Linked DNA regions of Muntiacus reevesi: region 1 is linked to region 2. A link is a contact called in public Hi-C data. All regions are on one chromosome and are shown on one strand. The core of a region is the stretch at or near the end of the contact, and the rest is flanking DNA. Distances in the headings are between cores, read along the strand shown.

Evidence for each region. Hi-C and Micro-C count contacts between places; a contact is called where the count stands out from the background.
Region 1: a Hi-C map of blood shows a contact between it and region 2, with 2.3 times the contacts expected there. The contact joins the promoter of MIOS here to the promoter of ASNS in region 2. A contact is called at or near these places in 2 of 3 Hi-C or Micro-C datasets (blood and muscle).

What each region holds. Positions count from the first base shown.
Region 1 is chr6:14,890,046-14,895,304 of mMunRee1.1, forward strand. MIOS (meiosis regulator for oocyte development) reads left to right here and starts at 3,487. Exons shown (of 12, transcript XM_065938939.1): 1 at 3,487-3,674; 2 at 4,661-4,752.
Region 2 is chr6:14,535,775-14,541,507 of mMunRee1.1, forward strand. ASNS (asparagine synthetase (glutamine-hydrolyzing)) reads right to left here and starts at 2,551. Exons shown (of 13, transcript XM_065939302.1): 1 at 2,480-2,551. It overlaps C1GALT1 (core 1 synthase, glycoprotein-N-acetylgalactosamine 3-beta-galactosyltransferase 1), which reads left to right and starts at 3,656. Exons shown (of 5, transcript XM_065938608.1): 1 at 3,656-3,891; 2 at 4,348-4,442.

The sequences.
Region 1 (5,259 bases), core at 2,237-4,736, 360 kb after region 2:
CTTCAACAATACGTGAGCTGTAAACTTCCAGATGTTCAAGCTGGATTTAGAAAAGGTGGAGGAACCAGAGATCAAATTGCCAACACTGGATCATCAAAAAAGCAAGAGAGTTCCAAAAAACATCTACTTCTGCTTTATTGACTATGCCAAAGCCTTTGACTGTGTGGATCACAACAAATTGTGGAAAATTCTTAAAGAGATGGGAATACCAGACCACCTGTCCTGCCACTTGAGAAATCTGTTTGCAGGTCAGGAAGCAACAGTTAGAATTGGACATGGAACAACAGACCTGTTCCAAATTGGGAAAAGAGTACGTCAAGGCTGTATATTGTTACCCTGCCTATTTAACTTATATGCAGAGTACATCATGAGAAACGCTGGACTGGATGAAGCACAAGCTGGAATCAAGTTTGCTGGCAGAAATATCAATAACCTCAGATACACAGATGATACCACCCTTATGGCAGAAAGTGAAGAACTAAAGAGCCTCTTGATGAAAGTGAAAGATGAGAGTGAAAAAGTTGGCTTAAAACTCAACATTCAGAAAACTAAGATCATGGCATCTGGTCCCATCACTTCATGGCACATAGATGGGGAAACAGTGGAAACAATGAGAGACTTTATTTTGGGGGCCTCAAAAATCACTGCAGATGGTGACTGCAGCCGTGAAATTAAAAGACACCTGCTCCTTGAAAGAAAAGTTATGACCAACCTAGACAATGTTATTAAAAAGCAGAGACATTACTTTGCCAACAAAGATGTGCCTAGTCAAAGTTATGGTTTTTTTCAGTAGTCATGAATGGATGTGAGAGTTGGACTATAAAGAAAGCTAAGGGCTGAAGAATTGATGCTTTTGAACTGTGGTGTTGGAGAAGACTCTTGAGAGTCCCTGGAACTGCAAGGAGATCTAACCAGTCAATCCTAAAGGAAACCAGTCCTAAATATTTGTTGGAAGGACTGATGCTGAAGCTGAAACTCCAATACTTTGGCCACCTGATGTGAAGAACTGACTCATTTGAGAAGACCCTGATGCTGGGAAAGATTGAGGATGGGAGGAGAAGGGGACAACAGAGGATGAGATGGTTGGATGGCATCACCAACTCAATGGACATGGGTTTGAGTAAACTCCAGGAGTTGGTGATGGACAGGGAAGCCTGGTGTCCTGCAGTCCATGGGGTCGCAAAGAGTCGGACACAACTGAGTGACTGAACTGGACTGAACTGATGCATGTAATATGTTCTTTTTCAAATTCTTTGTTCATTTATGTTGTTTCATAATATTGAGCAGCGTTCTTGATGCTATACAGTAGGTGTTAGTTGGCGGTAGTGGTGGTTGTTCAGTTGATAAGACATGTCTGACTCTTCTCCGTTTTAAATATAGCAGTGTGTACATGTCAATCCTAACCTCCCTCCCTAACTCTCCCTCTCCCCCCTCTCCCCTGGTAACACTAAGTTCATTCTCTAAGTCTGTGGGTCTTTTTTGATAAAGCCATGCCTAGCCGAAAGGGAAGCCAAGGAATGGTCATCCTGACTGGATCACCAAGTGCCTTGCTGACATGTGTGGGTGGCGGTTTAACAGAAGAAAACATGAGGATGTGGAACATGTATTCCAGAAGAGGATGACAGCAACAGGCAAGTAAAGAGCCATTTTTACAGAATTGTTGTTATTGTTGTTCAGTCGCTAAGTCATGTTCAACTCTTTGAGACCCCATGGACTGCAATATGTGAGGCTCCTCTGTCCTCCACTATCTCCCAGAGTTTGCTCATGTTCATGTCCATTGAGTTAGGAATGAGACGGTGAGTTATGGGATGGTGGGCATGAAAGCCTGAGTGGCCTGAATTCATGGGAAACAGGAGGATGTGGGATTAGAGAGAGTGAGTGTGGTCCTCTCCTTGGAGGAGAAGGAGTGACTCAACTGTACGTTGATGGTAAAGAGCCAGTAGAAATGAGAATGTTGAAGACTCATGGTGTAGGAGAAAATTGATGGTGTAAGGTCCCAGGAGTAAAGGCATATAGGGCCCCTCCTTTTCCTATATGTCAGCTATAAGGAGGTAAAAATGGGAGTGAATGAAGAGGTAGGGGAAGGCTGTGGGAATTCCTAACTAACCGTTTTAATTTCCTTTCTGAAGTAGGAAGCAAGGTCTCCTCCGGAGTGTGTGGGGAGATGTTCCCCTCAGCTTTGTGTGGTAGGAGTGAAGACGGAAGGAACTTGTATTGATGTTGAGGATTTGGGGCCAGGACCAACACCACTGAGAAGAATGGCAAGATAGTGTTGGAAGTGATGAATCCGGTGGTGTCTTGCCTCAGTGCTCAGCACTTTCTTTAGCCTCCACTTCTCCAATGGCAGGAGGGAAAGGAGCCTCAGACCTCCACAGGCAATACTTGCCGCAGACTCTTCCTCTTACCCAAATTATCTGCCTTGAAGATTATCAGGACTAAGCTCAGCATGCTGTTTATATGAATCACCACAACCCCAAATCATGCCCTTTAAACTAAGAACAGACAAGCAAAGATGGCGGGACATCTGAAGAAAGTCTCTGTGTCAGCTTTGTAACACCTATGCAGCATCATTCATTCAACTATGGGAGCCAGAAACCTAGAACCGTCTTTCTCCCTCACTCCCATAATCATCCCAACTTCTATATAGTCCTCAGGCCATACACTTCTCTCCATCCATGGTTATTATGGGTAACCATCATCTCTCATTTGGATACTTACCTATCCCTTCCCCTTCTCTCCCGTAAAAATTGACTACACCACTCTCCTGATTAAAAACGTTCAATGACTGTACTAATGCCTTTAGGGAAAAGTCCAGCCGGACCCACTAAGCTGGTTTCCCAACGCTAATATCATCTTAATCTATCCCCACTTCCGTTTCCCCACTGATACGTGCCCTCCTGACCCTGCACTTTCTCTTCCTCTGCTCTAGAAGGCTCTTCTCCTCCAACCCGTCTGCCCTGTTCCCTTTCCTAGCATCTCTTCGTCCTTCCTCTCTCAGCCCAGCAGTCCTCAAGGAAACATTTCTGACACACACAAACACACGTCTTTATTGCTCAGTCCAGTGTCCCCAGCATTACAGCAAGTACACAGTTAGGCACTCGGGACGTCTTTGTGGAGTGAGTGAGTGAATTGTGAACCAAGTATCCTGGATTTTCTGCTACGTCGATAGCCCGCAAATAAATTTTTAACGGAAACTTAGACTGATTAAATAAGCTAAAACTTCTAAAGCCCTTGAAATCTGAAACAACTCGGTGAAGCGGTCTGGGCCCAAGCGCCCGGGATCCAGCCCACGCGCGCAGGGGGCGGGGCCTGCGGAGGTGGGCCGCCGCGCTCAGGGGGCGGAGCCTACGGAGGTGGACCAGAGCGCCTAGGCAGCAGGCGGGGCCTGCGGGTCGCCGGGAGCTCCGGGACCTCCGGAGTTGTGACCACGCCCCGGGGCGGGGCGACTCCCGGGATCGCCGGGGGCGGGGCTTGCAGTGGGGAACTCCCCTTCCGAGGCCGAGGCGCGTCCGCGCGTCCACGAGGCTTGGTGGTCGGGAAGTGGACCCAGGCCGGGTAGCCAGGTTATTGCCCGCGCCGGCGCAGCCGCCATCTTGCCCGTGTGTGGACTCCCCCAGCGGGAGGGGCGGTGACTAGGCCGGAAGCGGCAGTACGACGGCCGCGCTGCCTCCCAGGTCGGTGAGTGCGGCCCGGGCTCCGTTCTCGGCTCCGTGAGGCTCGAGTCGAGGGCTCGGGGGCGCTGGGACGGCCTCCAGGCGCTCGGGAAAGCCCAGTTGAAAAGCCCGAGCGAGTGCAGACCCGGGGGGGCGTCCTCCGAGCCCAGACGTGGGGAGTCGCGTTCCGCGCTGCAGGGTAACCGCGGCGGGCCCGGCCTCGGAGCTGCGAGCGGCCGGGGGCGCGCGGGTTTCTCTACCCGGAGCTGTGTCCGCGCTGCAGCCTCCTCGGCGCCGGGTTTGGGTGGAACCGCTTCCTCGCCGTGGACGAGAGGCTCAGCCAGTGTCTGGAGCGTGGGAGCCGCCCGCAGATTCCTGCGTTACCCGGCGCTGCTACCAGCTGTGCTCCCCTTGTACCGTATTGAATACTTCTTCAAGGGCCTGTCACCCGGGTGGCGCTGTTCGCTGCCTGTACGGAGTCGTGAAAATTCCGTGAGAGGATAAAGCTTCTCACAGGTGCCACGAGCCTTCCTAAATCACTTAGAAAGTGACTGCCTTTGCAGTCTTTTTTATAGCTATATTTTAAGGGGAATTTGGAGTTATACAGAACATCTTGAAGATGGTGATTGTAGAAATTTCTTGCAGCTGCTGCTGTTATTACGTGTCGTGCTGAGACAAGTAGAAAAGAAAACAAGATGTAACAAGGTGATTGGATACTACACTTAATATTATATAGCGCTTCAATGTCCACTAGCCACACAGGGTTGAGATCTGCTGAAAGTGTAGAATACACCTTGGATTCCCAAGACTTGGTACCAGAAGAAAAATATGTGTCTCATTAATAAATGTTACACGGATTGCATGGTGAAAGGATAATATTTTTGATATGTCGGGTTAAATTATTGTTAAATTAGATTTGATTGATTTCTTTTTATTTTTCAATGTGACTATTAGGAAAGTTTGTTATATGGCTAACACTGTGTTTCCGTTGGACCATGCTATTACAGATGAACATCTGGTGAGGAACACAGAATCATCAACATGGCTTTCCTTTGCTCAGAAATCATTGCTGGGAAGTGAGCCCTTGTTGCACCTGAAGGTGAGGATCTAAATATAAGCTGTAATTATGGCAAATTCCACCCCTTTGCCCCCAGTTGTTGGTGTCTCCAGCATTTGAAAGCATTAATTTCCAGGGCTGTTGAAGGGAATCGTAGTGATACTGACATGTTTTCACTGCAAAGAACTCGTTTAATTTGATTGTCACTATGTGAGATGGAGATAGGAGATGCTCTATCTCTATTTTATAGTCTTGGTGTTTTAAGGTAGTTTTTAGGGTCAAGCTAGTAAGGGGCTGAAGATGTTCTGCTCTTCACCATATTCCTGGTGGTCTTTGTTCAGGAGCCAGGATCTGTCTATATTGTATGTTGGATGGAAAAGAAAAACAGTTGACTCTTCAACAGCAGGAGTTATACATGGGTTTCTTCCAGTGGTAAATACCACAGTGCCACAGGGTCCACAGTTGGTTTAATTTGAGGTTGTGGAACCACAGATATAGAGAAACGACACGTACAGAGGACCAGCTATAAGTTATATGTGGACCTTGCTG
Region 2 (5,733 bases), core at 1,301-3,800:
TCTCAGTTCCTCACTGAATGTTGGCTGGAAGCCTTAGTTATTCATAACATGGGCCTCTCTCTAAGTTGCTGAGTGTCCTCATGACATGACAATTACCTTTCCCCAGTGAGCAATCCTAGAGAGAACAAGAAGAAAGCTGGCATAGGTTTTATAAGTTTCCGCTTAGAAGTCACATTACAGTATTTCTACATTCTCTTTATGAGAACAAGTCACTAAGTACAGTCCAAACTCTAGGTGAGGGGAATTAAGCTCAATTTTTAAAAGAAGTATCAAAGAACTTGTGAACATATTTTAAAACTACTATACCAGTAGTTTTAATTTAATTTATAATTAAATTCATTTTATATTAAATTCTAAATAGTTTATAGTTTTAGAAGTTTAGTTGCTCAGTCGTGTCCAACTCTGCGACCCCATGGACTGTAGCCTACCAGGATCCTCTGTCTATGGGACTTTCCAGGCAAAAGTACTGGAGTGGGTCACCATTTCCTTCTCCAGAGGATCTTCCCAACCCAGGGATCGAAATCAGGTCTCCCACACTGTAGGCAGACGCTTTACATCTGAGCCACCAGGGAAGTCCATTTAATCTATACATTATTATATAAATAGAATTTACAGAATTTAATCTAATTATTACTAAAGAGTTGTTAATCTAATTGTAATATTTGGATATTTAAAGGAAAACTAAGTTTATTAGAGAGTAGTTTTTTGCTGTTGCTTGTTTCTATTCTGTGTTCCCATTTTCATCTTACCCTGTTTATTAAAAAATTCTACCTATAGTGCTAAATAAATAATGACTTTTTCCATCTTTTTATACCAATTAGGAATTTTATTCAGTGCTTAGAACAAAAACAACAAAAACCTTAAATAGAACGGATTTATTTTCCTTCATACAACAATAAACCCCTTCATATAACAACAAACCCAGAAGTGAGGAGACCAGGGCTGATAAGCTGACCCTTCAAAGCAATCACAAACCAGTCCCTCTGGCTATGCTATTATTTTGCTGCTGCTGCTGCAGCTGCTAAGTCACATCAGTCGTGTCCAACTCTGTGTGACCCCATAGACCGCAGCCTACCAGGCTCCCGTCCCTGGGATTCTCCAGGCAAGAATACTGGAGTGGGCTGCCATTTCCTTCTCCAGTGCATGAAATTTTGCTACTGTGGTTGAAACAGGGCTGCTCCACATCTAGCATCATATCACTGTTCCAGGTAAGATAAAGGACAGGTATAGGTCCAATGGCTAACAGGAAATTTCTTCCATAAAACTCTGAGCCTCTCCTAGCAACATCTACTTTCATTCTGCAGACAGGTCACATGGGAAACCATGGCTTATAGGAGCCTGAGTAAACAAGTATTTTTAACTGGACACAGTCACCCTGAAAAAAAGTCAGAGTTCTGCAAGTAATAGAGAAAGGATTTTGGGTTGAATCAACTTTCAGTCTCTATCACCTTGCTCCAAGGAGCTGTGACACACATTATTCTGCTTCAAGGAGCTTTGACACACATTACTGAAACACACTCCAGATAGATAAACATACTGTTCACGGTTAATCTGTGTTTCCAATGGGAGAATCTGATCATTTTGCGTCTCACGTGTAAATTATATTTTTCAAAGTAACCACAGTCTTCTTTTTTTCTAGTTGATAACGAAGAAAAATTGGCTGACATTAATGTCACTTCAAGGAATTTATTCAAGAAGACAGCTGTACAATTGTGCAAAGGTACATGCATTAAGAAACTCATCACAGAGTTGTTTAAAATAGTAAACATTTGGGGAAAAAACTAGAAATGAATCAATAGAATACTGGTTAGATAAATGATGGTACATCCACTTCACACTATGCAACTTTTAAAAATGATGTTATTCATGATATATTTTTCATGAAAAAAAAACTGTGTATATAATAAAATCCAGTTTATCATACATTGTATTACTATACTTTTATATGTTTTTATTCTTAGAGATGTCTGGAGTATAACATGAATTTTTAAAAATTGTTATCTCTGAATTATGGCATTTGGAAATTTTTTTTAATATTTGTTTGAATAAGTGTACATTGCTTTCATGAAAATAATAGCTATTTTCAACAATACCCAGAAGGGTAGGAGGGGCCTGATTTGATCTGGTAGTTCTAACAACATACCTTCTTGCCACTAAGAAAATTATCTTAGACATGCTGTAGCTGAGCTTACCCTTGGAAGGGTTTCCTATATTTGCTCACTGGAAAAAGATTATTCCTTATTCCTTACAAATTTTAATAAAATTAAAATAAGAATCCTGAGGCATTTTGTTCTATTTTGCTTTCTGTTTGGTACACTTTGACCTCGAAGGGTCTCTTCTCCCTATCTCACAGTGGCTGTGGAAGGCAAAGGGCGTGAAGCTGGGCAATAATTACATACACGCTGGGGAAGAGAGAAGAGATGGAGGTGAGGATCCAACAGAGAAGTCTGGAGGCATCGCCCAGAGAAAGAGCACTAACCTGGATATCACATACTTGCACTTCTCTTCCAAAACAGGCTTCTCAGTTTACCTTTCTGACCAGTTTTCTCATCTGAAAAAATGAGAGGTTTGGATAAGAATCGAGACGTTTTAAAGTTCTTCCCGAAGATTCTTTCGGACCTATTAATGATATATCCTGGTAAACTACACTAAAGCTGAATCTAAACAAATAAAAGGGAACAACAATACTTTACTTACATTGTTTACTATTCCTCTCCAGTGTGTTAAGTAACTTGCCAAGGTTACACAGCTAATAGCTGGCGGGAATCAAGATTCCAGCCCAGAGGCCAAGGCTCTAAAGAACTGCCTAGGAAGCAGGGTAGTTTTCTCACCTTCAAACTAGACTTTGTAGCTAACACCAGTAAAGTCAAGACTTGATCCCACCTCCTGACTGCTGTGGGCCTACCTCAATTGCTCGAGGGCTCCTAGCTCTCTAATCCAAAAACAGTTTTCTGATACAAAGTCCCTTTGCCGACCAAAGGTGAGACGGTGAGGTTTTGGAGAGCTCCGAAGAAACTTCCGGCCACCGCCTGACAGCGGTGAAGTAATGACAGAGCCAAAGCCCATGTGTGCCTTCAGGAGGCTCTGTGGTATCATTACCTGGGTTCTCAGCCCCTGCTCATTCACATACCTGGTTATCCCACACTCGTTTGCGTACCTCATCTTGCGCATTTCCTCTCATTAAAGCCAGAGAGGTACTGAGTTAAGAGAGTCGGGAGGAGCGGATAACAGGGGTAAAAAGAACGGTTTAAAAGCAGGCTAGAGGCCATAAGACTCAAGAGAGGGAAGAGCCTGTTTCTTGGACAAAGGTCCCAAGGGTATTCGCAGCCCTGTTCCCTGATGTTTCACTGCTTTGGACCCCCTCAAGGTCCGGAAGCTAGCGCAAGACCCTACAGCACCGCGAGGAAGGTGGAGGCCTCCACTGAGGTGCCGCAAGTGGGCTGTGACTACCCCTCATAGAAGATGCGACTTCCCAGACCCCTTCGCACAAGGGCGGGGCGTGCGCTCGGCCGCCAATCCCCGCGCCCGCACGTCGCCGTAGCGCCGCCCCACCCTGCCCCCTCTCGCTCCGCCCTTCCCTGGGGCTGGTGCGGCGGCGATGACGTCAGCGCTAGGAGACCCCTGGGTGGCGGCTGCGCCGTCGGCGGCCCGCGGCCGGAACGCGCTGCGGGGAGGGGCGGAGCGAGCGGGCGGGAGCGCGCGCTGGGCCCGCCTCGGCCGCCGCCGCCGCCGCCGCCGCTGCCGGGGAATAATCTGGGCGGCAGCGGGCGGCCCCGGCCAGCAGCCACGAGCCACTTCTGCGGCTGCCGAGCAGAGCGGAGGTCGCCGGTCTCGTGTCGTCCCCCTCTCCGCCCCCCAGGAGGGGCGAGAGGGAGCCGAGGCTGATGTCAGGTACGGCCGGCGGAGGCGCCCTCAGGCTGTAGGTCCAAGGTCTCGGGTCCCCTCGCCCTTCCCTCTGGGAGAGTGAATGTGGGGGGAGCGTGGAGGGTGGAACCCCACCCCTGGCGCCGCCAAACAGGTGTCTCGGAGTCGCAGCCCGGTCTGGGGACGTGCGGGCTCCTGAGGGAGGCGCGGGGCACTTCCTGCTCCCGGCGTCTCCGCGAACTGCCTTTGGGGCCGCCTGCCCGCCGGGCCGCTATTTTGTTGACTTGTAACCTCCTGTTAGTCGCAGGTCCTTCCCTTTCGCCCTCGGGTGCCCCTCGCCTCTTCGCGCGCCGCCTGCCGTCGGGTGGCGACGGTGAGGCGCGGGCTGCGCTCCGGACCGCGCGGCTGGACCACTTAGCGGTCCTGCCCCGCCGGGCCCTCCCCCCGCGGAGCTGCGGGCGCTCAGGTGTGGGCACCTTCCAGGAGAGCCGCCGGGCTGCCGCGTCGCGCCAGCGCCCAGCGAGCCGGAGCCTTGCGCAAGTGCTGGGGGACTGCCTCTGAGCTCTCTGGATCATCAGGTTTGTCTGGCTGATTTGTTCTTTTTAAATTCCCCTGCCTCTGGCAGAATAAGCTAGGCAGGTGTGTTGGGGCATTGCTCCGTGAAGGACGCGGGACGAGTTTTTTCCTTCCCGCCTTCCTCTCCCACCAGGTGTGATGGAATTAGTAGGTGCTGACAAACTGACTTTACGGCTTTGAATTTGGATACATTGTCTGCTGAGAAATTGAGTGAAATGTAGGGGTGGGGATTTATTCTTGCCCAGCACTTACCCTCTCTCTTTATTCTTATTTTCAAAAGACTGGAACTTAAGCATCACACGCCTTGGAAAAGTTGACTGGAGATTTATAATCTAGTTCTCTCAGTGCCTTGTAGTTATTGTGCTATATCGTTTTAGAGCATTTCAGATTGAACACTATTATCCTAACCATGAATTGGTTTCATCGTGGTTTTAAAACTTAGTTAAAAAGTTAGAATTTAATGCAATAGAGTGAGTGAGTAATTAGGCCAATGTGAAACGGACAGAAATGTGTTCATTTACCAGAAATTGGGCACTGAATATAGATAGCTCTGCCTGGGTAACTTCAAGTTATTTAATTCTGGTGTTAGTTTAGAGGGTGGGAATCTGAGTATTTAGGAGGTAAAACTAACTTTTTACACTTTAATCAGATAAACATCAAATGAGCCTTATGCACATGATGTGTGTTCTAAGTATTGTGTATAGTAATTGTATTTATTTCATTTTCTGCCAACCTTAGTGTATATTAATGTACAGTTTAAATGAATGTAAAGTTTAAAGCTACCAAACAGTTAACACTTTTTACCATATGTTAAGTAAGACAGTGATTTAGTAAGGAAAGTATGACTCACTCAAAATTCTTCACAGGAAAAGTGTGTGGTTTTTTAGTTATGGTGAAGAACTATTAGATGTTTCTCTTAAATTTCCCTGAAATTTGTGTTTTTCTGTATCTTTTTACTTTGGGTTCAGCATTTTAAAAATGTTTTGTGGGTACTACCCATTTAAAGATAGATATTCCCTTACATATGCTTTCTGAGGGGTACTGATTGTACTAGTTTGTATTTCTGAGTAAATTCAGTATCCAGAAATTATTAGAATATCACAAAGTCATTTAGGAGTACATATCAATTATGATGGCAGCCCACTCCAGTATTCTTGCCTGGAGAATCCCATGGACGGAGGAGCCTGGTGGGCTACATTAGTCCATAGGGTCACAAAGAGTCAGACACGACTGAGCGGCTTCACTTCTCTTCACTTAGTCATAGAAATAGAGAAGTGTGTCATTTAGGTATAT